Linked DNA regions of Rattus norvegicus: region 1 is linked to region 2. Evidence: chromatin contacts called from public Hi-C data. All regions are on one chromosome and are shown on one strand. Each heading gives the region's core, a stretch centred on a gene start, on an enhancer-like site or on the middle of the called end of the contact. The rest is flanking DNA. Distances are from core to core; before and after follow the strand shown.

Region 1 (6,929 bases), core at 2,521-5,020, 39 kb before region 2:
TCCCAGGCCCTGCTAACAACCCTCTGCTTTTCTAGATTCAACCTTCTTAGATTCCACACATAGGCAAGATCATCTGGTATTTGTCTTTCTGTGCCTGCCTCACTTAACTCCATGCCTTCCAGGTTCAGCTATGTTACAGCAGATTACACGATCCCTTGTTGTTAAGGCCACTCTTCAGGGCATTGTTAGATGTATGCTTTCTCCATCTGTCCATCCATGGTGGCACACAGGTTGTGGTCATTTCTCAGCTATTGGGAACAGGCCGTAATATGTCCGAGAGAGTGGCTTCAGTACACTGATCCGTTTTCTTTAACTATATGCTTAGCATGGGATTTTTAATGTTTCCCTTTTTTTATTGATGGTATTTCATAAACACTTCATATTTTTGCATATGTGTGTGTGTGACACTTATGTGTGAGCACGGGCACATGCCATGGTGTGTACATGGAGATCAGAGGACAATCTTGATAGTAGGCCCTCGCCTTCCACATGATGTGAGACACGTTCATAGTTGTTTGTGTGCGTATGCTAGGCTAGCCAGCCCATGAGCTAGCCCAGGTATTATCCTGTCTCTACCTCCCATCACACCACAGGAGCATAGGGTGACAGAAATGTGCTGTGCTCAGCTTTATGTGGGTTCTGGGATTTGAACTCAGGTCCTCATACTTGCATGGCAAATACTTTCACCCACTGAGTCCTTTCTCAGCCCATCATAAATATTCCCTTAGGTCGTTAAACATTCTCTGGGATAACTTTGAAGGCTGCATTATAGTTTACTATCTTGACAATTAATAATTTTTGCAACCATTCATTTAGTACTATACTTTTAACATTTTTGCCATTATAAATAAATACACAATCAACTTCTTTTTATGCAGAATAACCGTATATTGGCAGGGGGGAATCCCTGCAGATACTACAGCTGGCAGAGGAGCTGCTTGTGAGAGGAAGACGCAAAGCCAGTTCAGCAGGACTTAGCTAGGCAGATTGTTTCAAACATCTAGAGTCTGACACAAGGCGGTTTATTTTAGCCATATTTAAGAACAGCACGATTTGGGAAAAATTTTTCCTTGGGACAATTAACTCGGTCCCATGTCCACAACAAAGCTTAGGCATATTTACACTGAAATTCCTTACAAAGGACATGTGGCTTCTTCCATAAAAAGACAATGCTGTAGATAAAAATCTAGAGCTCTTTTAAGGGGCTCACCTATGACCATTGGGAACACAGATGTTCATATTATAATTCACGACACCAAATTTACAGTTATGAAATAGCATCAAAACCAACATGAGGAAGTATGTTGACAGCATTAGGAGAGTCACAGCATTAGGAGATTCACAGCATTAGGAGAGTCACAGCATTAGGAGAGTCGAGAACCTCTGGTCTAGAGAGAATGACTGAGGCAAATGTCAGATCCTGGGAGAGTCAGGCTCTGCCCTAAGATAATACAGAAGTCACGTAGGCTGCTGTAAGGTACAAGTGACAGCTCATAAGGATGATTTTTACTGACTAAGAAGCAATGCTCAAGATCTAGCCGGAGAGCATCTGCAATCAACAAGCCGAGTAGTCAGGGAAGTGAGGGTCAAGCCTGGCCCTAAGGTAGCAACAGATCATCAGGTTGTTCCTAGCGTTCTGGGTGGAAACAGGCAAACATCTCTTCCCTTTGAAGGGATGAGCCTGTGTGTTTAACTTCCCCGATTTCCCCAATGCTCGCCTGTGTGCACAACGATCTGTATCCTCTACAGTGTTTTAACTGATCTGCTTACGATACACTTCCCAAGAATACGGACGTCGTTGAAAAGGAGGAAATGGACCTGTTCTAGGTGGCTCTTAGCAGTCAGCTTCCACCCTTCTGTGTATTCTAGTCAATGAATTTGATCATCTCTTTAGCTGACCACATGCTAATGTCTAGTTCACCTGTGCATACACTTTAGATTCAGATCTTGTAGTCTTTTTGACAAGCAAGACGACAGTGTGGGCCTCTTCGGCCTTCCCACACCAAGGCTTCTGCTCACCAAGGTTTCCTAAAGATAAAATTTAACTTCCTATGGCTCCACTCAGCACCCTTGGATACCTAGTACAAAAGACGGAGGTCTTCTGGAACAACAAAGTGCTTTCTTACAGTCTCTTCAGAACCCAGACTGCCCCCTAACTCTCATCCCTGGTTATTGTTTCCTTCTCCTCATTAAGGAAAACTGAAGGGGTCTGCAGGAGCCTGTCAGCTACTGCACAAATCAGTGTGTTTTCCCATTGTCTGGATACACAGAGTTGGCCCTTCCCGACCTGGTGTGGCTATGTAATTGTGTTTCAGCTGATGAAGCAATGGCCCGTGAGGTAGACACTGCTACTAGGTTTGGCCATGAACCCTGTGTGGAGTAGAGATGTCCGTGTTACCCTTGGAAGTTGCAAGGTGAAGATGCCAGGGCCTTTGTCAGTTCGAACACCCTACTGAACCCTCAACTCATAGCTGCCGATTTGGTGGGATTCTTCCCCTCATCCCTAGAATGGTGATGTGTAGAGGCAAAGAGCTGGTTAAGAGACAGATCCTAGTGGCAAGTAACCAGGTCATTGATGGCCCTGTCATCAGAAACGATTAGTACTCATCTTAAGGAATGCATCAGTCCTCCCAAGAGTGAGTGGCTATAAAAGGACCCCTGCCTGCTCCTGCATCCATTGACTTCCTCTTTTGCACTGTCATTGTGATGCCATTCACCATGAGGTCATCACTGGAGACTCAATTAATAGGCCCTTCAGTCTTGGACTCTTAGACTCAGAGACTGTGAGTTGATAAATGTCCCTCCTTTATGAAATGTGTCTTTGGACCTTTCCTTATAGGAACAAAAAGGACCAGGATGCCACTTGCTTTTGTGTTTGATTATAGAACTATTTTTCTCCAATTCCAAAGAGGGATAATTCGTCATTCACAACCTCACTTGGTTCTGGGTGAGCCATATTTCCTTTTGTCTTGACTCACAGGACTAGCTGTGCATCCTGCTTCTCCAGTTATCCTGAACTTCTCCTTCCCTCCCAATTCTTGGTGCAGAGCTGGAACCTTCCAGGATCCCAAGCGTCGTGACCTTCCCTCGCTTCTGTCTTCCCAACGCATGGCCTAGCCATGAGAACTGAACCCATGGAACTGCTTCTCTCTGCTGTTTCTGGTTTTCTGAGATGTGGGATTATCATTTGGGAATAATTTAGTAGAAAACACAGGTAGAGAATATGGTTGAATATGAATAGTTGAGTTTGGGAGAATAACTGGGTCTGCAGAATGTAGTGAGAAGACTGTGTGTGGAGATATTTAAGAGGGAATGGGTACTGAGGAGTGCCAGGAAGATGAGAGCGAGCAAAGCTACTTCTTGATGGGGATCAGCTTGCAAAACATCTTTACAGGAAGGCATAAGGAACTTGGAGGCATCTGATATGCAACCGAGAATTGTTGTCTAGATCCCTGTGCTCCTTTGAAGGGGCCAGCACAGCCCTGGATAGGGGCAGGATTTGCTTCACTAGGGGCTCATATGCCAGTTCAGCAGATGTGGGGCCCAGAGCCAGGGCCAGTGATGATGGAAGGCTGTTCCCGACTTTTGCCTTGGGCTGCCTCCAGGAACTGGCCGGCCTTTGGAGGACTTTAGACTTCTGCTGGGGGTAGGCCAGAGGTTTGAACCCATTTTATTTAGAAGGCTCCAGTTGGCATACGATGATTAACACACATCCACTGGTAAAAGAATACTGCAGAACTCATCAAATAAAGCTAGGAGTGGAGTCAACAGGCCTTGAAAAGAAACTTCTGAGGTCAAAAGAGTCACACAGTGTACCTCAGAGTGCAGTATGAACACTGGGCTGAGTTCTGTTCCCAGCTTCTCTGCCTCTGGGGCTTTTGCCTGGGATGAGGGAACAGCTGCTCTGGTGGAGGCTGGGTGGTTCCTCACCCATTGTCCTCTGGCACCAGGCGCTCAGGAGCAGCCCCACCCTGTAGCTTCTTCAGGGCCCTATGGCTACATCAATGACTGGTTCTGTCAGGGCTCTGAGCTCAGAGAACAGTATGTAGGAGACAGATTTTGCTCAGTAAGGGGAAACATGTGAGGCATGAGTTCATTAAGAATGTCTTCAGTTGTCATAAAGATGTCATAAAAGACACATCAGATGCTGTGTTAATACAAAAGGCCTGTTGTTTATCTAGTAGCAGAAGGGTTTCTTCATTCCCAACAAAGATTTAAACTCCAAACCAGAATAGAATAACCAATCAAAAATAGGGTAACGATGGAGCAGTCATGATGGGGTCATGTTGGCATGCCTAGGCTAATTCCCTTCCAGATACGGATTTGTGTTGCTATGCTGGCGAGGGCAGGAGGTTTCCTGAGTACAAAGCACCAACATGCCAACTCTGAGATAAAAAGTCGTAAATAGACCTTGAGCCTGTCCCAGAGCCAGGCTCAGTGTCCTTGGGCTGGTCATACTTATAAGCCAGGTCCCAGGTGGGGGTAGGATGAACAACTGCTGTGGAAATTTCCATGAGCTGTCTGTCCATCAACTCCGGGGAAGCTCTGGTGTTCCACAGGCATGGGGAGGACACGACTTATGAAAGAGGCACAAGACATGGTCCCATCCCAGTTCATAAGGAGCAAGGCCCCTGGAGAGAGGACTTGGGGATGCTTGCCAAGAAAGCAAGGGACAAGCAGGTTGCAAAACCTTAGACCACGGCTGTCAATAAGGTCAAGGCATGGAGCCATCGCAGAAGTCACCGTCACCTTCTGTGGATCAGAACCCTGTTTCTCCTCCCACGGGATGGAAACACAAACTGAGTACTAGGCTAAAAGCTGATCTTCTTTAAATATCAATAAAGGTGTCACAATACACATGTTTTTCAGAGGAAAAAAAATTCCCGTGTATTGGAACCTTACATACTTTTTAAGAACTCAGTTTAAGGGATAGAGAGATGGCTCAGTGGTTAAGGGTGCTTGCTGCTCTCCCAGAGGATCCATATTAGAGAGTCTACAACTATTTTAACTATGGATCTGTGGGACATTACCTACCATAGGTCACCTCACATATCCATATTCTTCGTTTCTTTCAGTCACACCACACACACACGCACACGCACACGCACACGCACACACACACACACAGACACATACACACACACACACACACTCGCACACACACAAAAGTAGAATAAAAATTTTAAAAACAGAATTCAGATTAAAATTACAGAAACATTCAGATACCTAAATCAACAACATTTTTGAAGGATGGGGGTTTACAATATGCTCAGTGCTCGAGTGCTTATCTAGCATGTATAAGACCCTGGGTTTGATCCCCAGAACTGAAGAATTACCTGGATCCCTCCATTCCATATCTTGTCAAATGCTTTAAAACAATAGTTTTCAACCTGCAGGTCATACGACTCCTCTAAGGGGCCAAAGACCCTTTCACGGGGGTTGAATATCAGATTTCCTGCATATGAGATATTTATATTATGCTTCATAACAGTAGCAAAATTATAGTAATGAAGTAGCAATGAAATGATTTTATGGCTGGGGGCCGCTATAACATGAGGGTTAGCTGTGTTGTATTGAAGGAGCACAACATTAGGAAAGTCGAGAACCTCTGCTTTAAAGTGTGCGATCTTGTAAAATCAGAGGCAGTAACCCTTTTAGGGACCAGGGATGCTTTCTCTCTATAAAATTGAGGCTCTGTGAGTTTTAAGTATGGCCCCTAAGGGTTCAGACATTGAGAGTTCAACCCCATTGTGGCAGCACTGGGAGATGGTGGGACTTTGAGGAGGGGGAGCCTGGTGGGAAACCCTTAGTTCACTGGGGAAGCTGCCTCTAGGAAGGACTAATGTAGCTTCCATGGGCCACTGAGATTTCTTGACAGTGGGTTGTCATGAACCAGGACACTGTCTCTCTAGCTTCTTGTTTGGACATTGCACCAGACCTTGGGCTTAAATTATATAGTTTCCAACATATTAGTTAGTACACCTCTGCTTAGTCCAACCACGAGTAGGATTTGTGAATTCACATGGCTGAAAAGTTAAGTAGTTTGGTTAGGCTTCATATGCATTCTAACTAGAGCTCCATCTCCATCTCGTTCCGCATTTTCCCTCCTCTTTGCTGGGCCTGACGCCTCTTCAGTCTTACTAACTGATAGCTGCAAGTTAACTCCAACAGCAACCAGAGCTACAGTTAGCTACTCCGAGGAGAGACAAGCTCCAGCCTCCATTGAATAGAAATCTTGAGTGTTGCTCTAATGGGATCAATTGTGGTAGGGCCTGCTACGTGCTGATGGGTTGAGGTTAAACACCTGTCATCTCAGCAAGAGTTTGGAATTTTCTTCCACTCCAGGAGGTGACCACTCAAGCTGATCACGGCTACAAACAGAGTAAAGAGGTTAGATATTCCCAACATAGGCTGCACCTTGGTAACAATTAAAGTGGTAGTTTCTAGCCACAAGGCACCGTGGGGAACATTAAGATGTGCAGTTCATAATCTTCTAGATCCAAAAAGATGTGAAAAGGAGGCCATGAAATGCTGCAGCAAAATACCACGAAACCAGACCACCTTTGTCTCTGGTTAAGGAATTCTAAGCCAATAACACTGGTGTTAGGTCCTAGAGAATGAGTGGATCTCATTGTCAGTGAGCAGGGAGGATGTGTTGGGGTTGAGAAGCAAGTTGGCACCCCCTGTTACTGGGAGCACTTGCTAAGGCAACGGATGCGGCCCGAAGGGTTACCCTAGCAACCAAGAGGACCCAAGTCAAGGTGCCAGGTGATAGAGATGTCTTTTTCTTTGCCTGACCAATAGGAAGCACAGAACTTCCGCTCATGCCTCGTGTAGTCTAGGGTAGGAGTTGAGCTGTTGATTGGAGGGGGAGGCACTGGTCTCTCCAGTCTGGTGACTGATGTGAGTGTTTGGAGGGCGGTATGGCT
Region 2 (6,782 bases), core at 2,220-4,719:
TGTGTATGGGCAGTGTGCTGCTACAGGCCAGGAGGAAGGTCAAACTGCCAGCAGTGACTCTCTCTCAGGGACACGTGGAGAACAAGCCTTCTAGACACATCACAGTAGGAGAGGCTGTGTGAGGTCCTTGGGTGCAGGAGCAGGGTACCTGAAGTTCCCCTCATCGCAGAGTTAGTTACCCCAGGTTTACCTGGCTCTGGATGAAGGCTGAGCTGGGCAGGGGATTCCAAGAATCACATACCAGGCCTGGGTTCAGAGAACCTGGGAGGCCAAGAGCATGATGGCTATCTGGGTGAGCGTGTTCTTACCTCCTGATCTGCCTGCCGTGGGAGCCTGTCCCTCTGTTGGCAGCTCCTGGGTCTGGTGCAGCAACTGAAGGAGCCAGAGGCCTCTTTTCTAGAATGTTCCTTCATACATTTGTTTAATATCCCCCAACCCCATTGTAGAATTTGTGTTTTGCCTGGGAGCCCAGAAACACCCAAAAACTGTTTGACAGAACGCTGAGCCCAGCCAGGGTACGCTTAGGATCTGAGTGCTGTATGTGCAGCTGAACAAGCCCATGACTGGGGATGCTGCCTGCCTTTTCTGTGGGCTTGTCTCAGGGCTTGCTCTAAGCTGAAAGGGCTCCAGAGGGACATTGCTGAAGGTTAGTGCTGCCTGGCCTCCTTTCTTTTGCTAAGTTAGATATTGTGGGAGGTACGGCGAGGAAGGCAGATGGTGGGAAGTTAATGTTTAATCAGTGCCCATGGCCCTCTAGAGTGGCCTGGGTAGGAGGAGTGTTAAAGGGTTGGTGCCTGCCCCACCAGGCATCCACAGTGGTACCCCTGTCCCAGGGCACCGGCCTGTTATGTTTGTCTCTGTGGCTGCTTCCAGTTTGGCTTGTGTGTCCCATTTGTACTATGCACGTACCTTCCCACAGGATTTGAAAACAGTGCACACACCCAAGATGGAAAATGCTTTCCGTTTTTATGTTGGCTTCTATTTTGAATATGGTAGGCTAAATGCATTAGAGTTTATTCGCCATGTTTCTTCTCATCTTTTTTTAATGGCCTCCAGAAATCTTAAAAGTCATGCATGTAGTTGACACAGACTTCCTTTGTCACCCCTGGCCTGACTGTTTTGAATAAACAAGTGGTTTTGTTGCCGTGCCTTAGACCTGAGAGAGGGCACTTGACGCCTTTGGTTCTCTTAGTGACCTCTGAGGTAGGAGCTGCTGTAAGGGTGGGCAAAGTAGAGCATGCAGTGACACCTAGTGGCGGGTAAATATAGTATTAAATGTATAAAAGAATTACCTTTTAATTATAAGCATTTAAAAAATTACTTGAGTGGGGTTTTTTTGTTCGTTTTTTTGTTTTTGTTAAGACAAGGTCACCATATGTACTCCTGGATATCCTGGAATTTTCTTTGTATCCTTGGGTGACCTTGAGCCTCAGCCTCCAAAATGCTAGGATAACAGCATGTGTGGTCACACACAACTTTTTGCCAAATCTAGCGTTTTTCTTTAATGCATTACTGTTGTAGAAAGGCTGGAGAATGGCTTCATACCCCTCACCCTGTCTCTGAGTGGCATGCCTGTCCTGTACAGCCTTTGGGAAGGGAGCTCCCAGGAAGGTGTGGTCCCTGAGCCAGACTCCCAGGCTTTCTGTCTGGCCTCCGTCATACCTGCTGGGAGGAAAGACTCCAGGGCTGCTGTTCTCAGTCACTGCCAGTGCTGCCAGCATGGGAGGGGAGGTGGGGCAGGGTCTGTCCTGGCCCCATGGACTTCAGCCGGGACGCCCCATTGTTGTGGACCATCCCAGCTTTTACTGCTATCTGTTTTATATCAATAGAGTGATAACTTAGAACATTTAAGACTACTGGTGCTCTTGCACCTTGAGTGAGCGGTCGTCTTCCCTAGTTGTATGGCCAGGAAGTGGTCCACAGACCAGGCCTGCTCCACCTTCCCATTTATGTTGGTCCTTCCCAATATGGAGTCTGTGTGTTTTCATGAGTGTAGGTTGTCACAGGTGATGGCTGAGAGCTGTAAAGTCACAGGAGGCACTTACCCAGAGCTGACTGTTGTAAAACCACCAATGTGTGTTCTTACTTACTCCCTGTTCGGAATGTCTGGGTACCCAGTGAACACCAGAATACTGCAGGGTCCTCTGCCTGGGCTCAGCAGGCCTGGTCCCAGCCACTCAGGCACCTGCTTTCTTACCCTTCCAGGGCTGGCTGTAGGTCTGGGCTTTGGGGCTTTGGCTGAGGTTGCCAAGAAGAGTCTGCGTTCTGAGAACTCCACAGGTGAGCAGGGCCCTGGGAAGAAAGGGTGGATGACTGGAAGGTCAGTGTCCAGCCCACTTCCGTTCCGGGAATGTCAGCCACTAGTGACCACCCGATGCCCTGCCTGCAGGAGCCTCTGAAATGTAGTTCATGCACATAGTGTTCCTGGGGTTGAGTGACTGTTTGGTGGAGGGTTGGAGGGTTGGAGATGGCTCCCTCCTTCAGCCCCAGCTGATCTCTTAGCGCCCCCGGCTCACACTCATGCTACCACCAGCGGTGTGCACCTCCATACTCACTCCCTGCACGCCCACCTTCTGTTCCTACTCTCCTTTCCTGCCTGCTCCTGAGGACCTTCTGAACTATATTTTGTCTCCTCTGTCCGGTGGGTAGGGATGTGGGCATCGGGACAGGTGTATTGTGTCATTCCTTTGTTGAACATGGCTCAGAGAGGCTGGGACCGTTCCAGAGACTATTGTCTCTGAGACAAAGATCATACCACCTCTGTTCCCTGCCTCCCAGGGTCTGACCTGCCGGGTTTGCCTGGAACACAGGTTCAGGGACCACTGTGGCTGTACAGTCTAGAGATGTTCTGCATTCAGGCCCCACCAGAGCTGAGGGGTTTCCTGATGCTTAGATTCTGACTGGGGAAGGAGCCGTGGGATGTCATGTGAGCCCCTCTTTGAGGGTAGGTGGCTGGGAGTTTACCCAGTGGAGCCATTAGGGGTTCCTGTTAGTGCATTTCCCAAAGTACATTTGAGGTTGAGATTCTGGTCCTACTCAAGAACTGCAGTGTCATGAAGGTCCTCCCGGCTCTCACACCTATTCATGGTGTGAGACCTTGATACTCATGGTCCATGCTCTTGGGGCCTGTGGGGTGCACCACCTTCCCAGACAGCACTTCACTTGCGGAGTTCTCAGGCTCCAGTCCCAGGATGGACATCCTGTGTGTTCTTGGAAGGGACCCGAGAACAGGGGATTAGCATGGGTATTTTTAGTGCTGGTGCTTCAGTACTTTGGGATGTGAAGCTAGCTAGCTTTCCCAAGACCCAGCTCCCCTGCCAGCCACTTTCCTCCCTACCTTGTCTAAGAGGAGAAGAGGCCAGCCTGCCTTCAAGGGCAGAGCTGGTGTCCTTTCTCAGGGACTCTAGTGACGAGGCTTAGGTTCCCTTTGCCCTGCCAGTAGGTACTGAGGCTTTGGCCAGGGTAGATGGCCTTGGGAGATCCACCTGCTCTGGTTTCCTAACATGCCTCCTGCAATCCTGACCTTGATGGTGCTGTCCAGGCTAGCAAGCTTGCCTGGGAGACCCTGTCCTGCACTGACCACCGAGTCTCTGGCCTGGCCTGCCTGGTTCAGGCCATTCTGGGTAGGGGACATGCCTCAAGCCTGTGAGGATCAGCCCACTCAGGGTGGAGATGCCCAGGAAAGCCAACTGGGCCAGACACCAAGTTCCAGGGGATGGGACTCAGCTGAGGTGAGCAACAGCTTCCCTCCTTTGTCCTGGAATTCGTGTCCTTGCCTGTGTTCACTCCCTCTCCTATCTTCCTAGCCCTCAGTCCTGGGACCTGGGGATGACAGGGGAGACTGCCCCACTCCCGGCTTCTGCTCTTGTCAGGGTGCTTTCTGGGCCCACTTGTCCTGGATTGGTCCCACAGCAGTGTTTAAGTAGCTCTTGGAATAGCCCAGACTTCTGTGGAATGACCCTCCTACCCTGCATGTCTTGTCCTCCTGTTTGGACCAAGGAGTGAGCCTAAGCCCTCAGTGTGTCTGTCACTGGGGACTGGTAATTGAGGGCTCTAACTCTTCTCCTCATGGTAGCCTGCTTCTCTGGCTTGCCCAGCAGGCTGGGTTTTGCCTGATGCAAGAGCAGGTGTTAAGTCCTCTTCCTTGGCCTTCCAGGCCCATAGCTACAACTGAAGGAGCTGCCAGGTGCTGAGGGGCCAGGAAGACAGCCTCTCTGGGCCATGTTCAACAAAGGAATGACACAATACACCTGTCTAAACACACCCTCTAAACACTCTGTGCCCAGCTGCATGGCCCCCTGGCAGCACCCTGCATCCAACACCACCCTGAGAGTTGAACCTAGTCAAGGCTTAGACCCCTGTTTGTGTTCCTCCCTTGCCACAGGGTGGATTTGGCATGTGGGCAGAAGCAATGGTGCCCTTTGGCCACGCTGATGGTTGGCAGCAGGATGCATTTGGCACTGTTAGCTCCCTGGAGTCATTACCCAGCTGCTGCCACCTCTCTGTCCTAGAAGGGGTTGTCTTTGGGCCAGTTGGCTGTGCCAAGCTGTGGGACAGAGGGGAGAAACAATGCCCAAAGCCTGCCGTCCTTGACCCTTGCTGATGGAACCCTTCCTGCAGCCAAGACCCACGTGGTGCAGTGCACAGGCCCAGAAGACTGGTCAGCCAGCACAAGTAGGCAGAGGCTTGCGTATCTCCTAGCCCTCCTGCCTGCCAGACCTGACCCACCAGCAGGGGAGGCTGTCCTGGCTTTGGAGGACTATAGAGGATGTGCATATAGAGTTGAACTTTCCTTCCTGTTTCTGTGGATACTTAACAATTGTGTGTATATTGCCCGAGTCCCTATGCCCAGGCATCATGAAGGTTTCTTCCAGTCACCCTTCCTCATCCCTGAATGCATGTTGACCCCTCCTGTCCACAGGGAAGAAAGCTGTGCTGGATTCTAGCCCCTTCCTGTCAGAGGCGAATGCAGAGCGCATTGTGAGTACATTGTGCAAGGTGCGTGGGGCCGCACTGAAGCTGGGCCAGATGCTGAGCATCCAGGGTGAGTGGAGCTCAGTCCTGCACCGGCTGTGGCTATCACAATGGGGGGCAGAGTGGCTAGGTATGGGAACAGAGCTGCTGTGGCAGTCTGGGACACAGGGATGTTTAGGTCATCTTCAACAAGGGGCATGTTTCTTGACTCTGGGTAGGTGTTTTGAGAAACTGAGAGGTGGTCTCTAAGCCTGGCAACCTGGTCCACCATGCCTGCTCTGTTGGTCCCTGGAAACTAGTAGAGGAGCTTGCATTTCCGCTTTTTGGTCAGTGTGTGACCTCAGAGAAGGGGTGGGAGAAACTAGGCTGGCAGAGTGACGGGGAGGAGCTGCACTGGGCTCTGCAGTAGCTCTAAATGGGAAGGTGTAAGAGTGAGGTAAGCTTACTCCCTTGACCAGGTTCAACTCTCAGGGTGGTGTTGGATGCAGGGTGCTGCCAGGGGGCCATGCAGCTGGGCACAGAGTGTTTAGAGGGTGTGTGGACAGCACATAACTGAAGCCCAGTGTACTCACCTAGTGTGGTGTGGTGTCTGAGATTTAAGTGAAGGGAAATGCAGTGGGTGGGTAGGGTTAGGAGCTGTGCTGCAGGGCTAAGAGTGAGCAGGATTCCGGCTGGTAAAGCATGCGAGGGCCTGTGTTGTCTCACAGCTGTTAGCATTCCCAGGGCTTTTGAAAAAGCAAGCACATGAGGAGGACACTGTCATAGTTGTGTGTCTATTGCTGTGACAAGACACCATGACTAAGACAACTTAGAGGAGGAGGAGTTTGAGTCTGTGACCATCATGCAGAGAACCTGACAGTAGGCAGTCATGGCACCAGTGCAGTAGCCAAGAGCTTACATCTCAATGCATAATTATGAGGCAGAGGGAGGGGGAGAGGGAAACAAGGGGAGGAGGAGGAGGAGGAGGAGGAAGAGGAGGAGGAGGAGGAGGAGGAGGAGGAGAGAGACCTAACTGGGAATGGCTTGAGTTTTTGAAACCTCAAAGCCCACCTCCAGTGACACACCTCCTAATCCTTCCCAAACAGTTCCACTAGCTGGGGACTACGTATTTCAGTATATGAGCGAGGGTCACTGTCACTTAAACCACCCACTAGTCTGTTCGTGATAGTCCATGCAGCCACATTAGGCAGGAGGGAAGTACACAGGAAAGGGTCAGTCAGGTTATGGGCAATTTAAATTCGTCTCTTAGTTTTAAAAACATTGCCTCCTGGCTGCTCTCCTGGGGAGAAGAGGGGAGGGGAGGTGAGAAGAGGCGAAGCTGCTGGGAACTATATCTAAAGGCTTGTGCCTTGTTGTGTGGGTTGGTGTCTTACTAGCGTGCCCAGCAGAGAAGACCCCTGTCCCCATTACAGTCCCATTCTGGAGTCTGTGTGCCAGGAGGAAGTTGAGGCTGAATCTGTCATTGTGTCTTGAGTTTCAGGTTTCAGGGTGACAGAGGGTAAAGCTTGATAGCCCTGTTCTACCCAGGAGGCCACACCGACAAATAGTACCTGGGCAGCCCTATTGGCCTGTGTACATCCCTAATGGAAGCCCCATTCTGACTCTCTCGTCTTCCAGATGATGCCTTCATCAACCCTCACCTGGCCAAGATCTTTGAGCGGGTGAGGCAGAGCGCTGACTTCATGCCACTGAAACAGATGACGGTGAGGCTGGCAGGAGGTGGGCCAAGGGAACCACTGCTCCACCCTGGGCATCTAGGAGCAAGCTGTGGGGCAAGCTGGGTGCATATCAGGTACCCCAGGTGACCA

The links. A called contact is a pair of places that touch in the nucleus more often than the background predicts.
Region 1: a contact with region 2 is called in a Hi-C map of hepatocytes, with 1.9 times the contacts expected there. The contact joins two enhancer-like sites. A contact is called at or near these places in 12 of 12 Hi-C or Micro-C datasets (the A7r5 cell line, the Rat2 cell line, Schwann cells and 7 more) and 1 of 1 datasets of contacts at active chromatin or transcription factors (oligodendrocytes).

What each region holds. Positions count from the first base shown.
Region 1 is chr13:94,478,957-94,485,885 of GRCr8, reverse strand. No RefSeq gene overlaps it. Among named protein-coding and RNA genes, the nearest start is that of Coq8a, 19 kb to the right of the region's middle. Within about 2 kb of position 3,770, at least 20 of the 93 cell types and tissues checked have an H3K27ac peak or open chromatin away from gene starts, as enhancers often do. A contact at or near this core is called in hepatocytes and liver, where this site is marked.
Region 2 is chr13:94,440,163-94,446,944 of GRCr8, reverse strand. Coq8a (coenzyme Q8A) reads left to right here. Exons shown (of 15, transcript NM_001013185.1): 5 at 2,206-2,280; 6 at 4,922-5,044; 7 at 6,592-6,677. Among named protein-coding and RNA genes, the nearest start is that of Coq8a, 20 kb to the left of the region's middle. Within about 2 kb of position 3,469, at least 14 of the 93 cell types and tissues checked have an H3K27ac peak or open chromatin away from gene starts, as enhancers often do. A contact at or near this core is called in hepatocytes and liver, where this site is marked.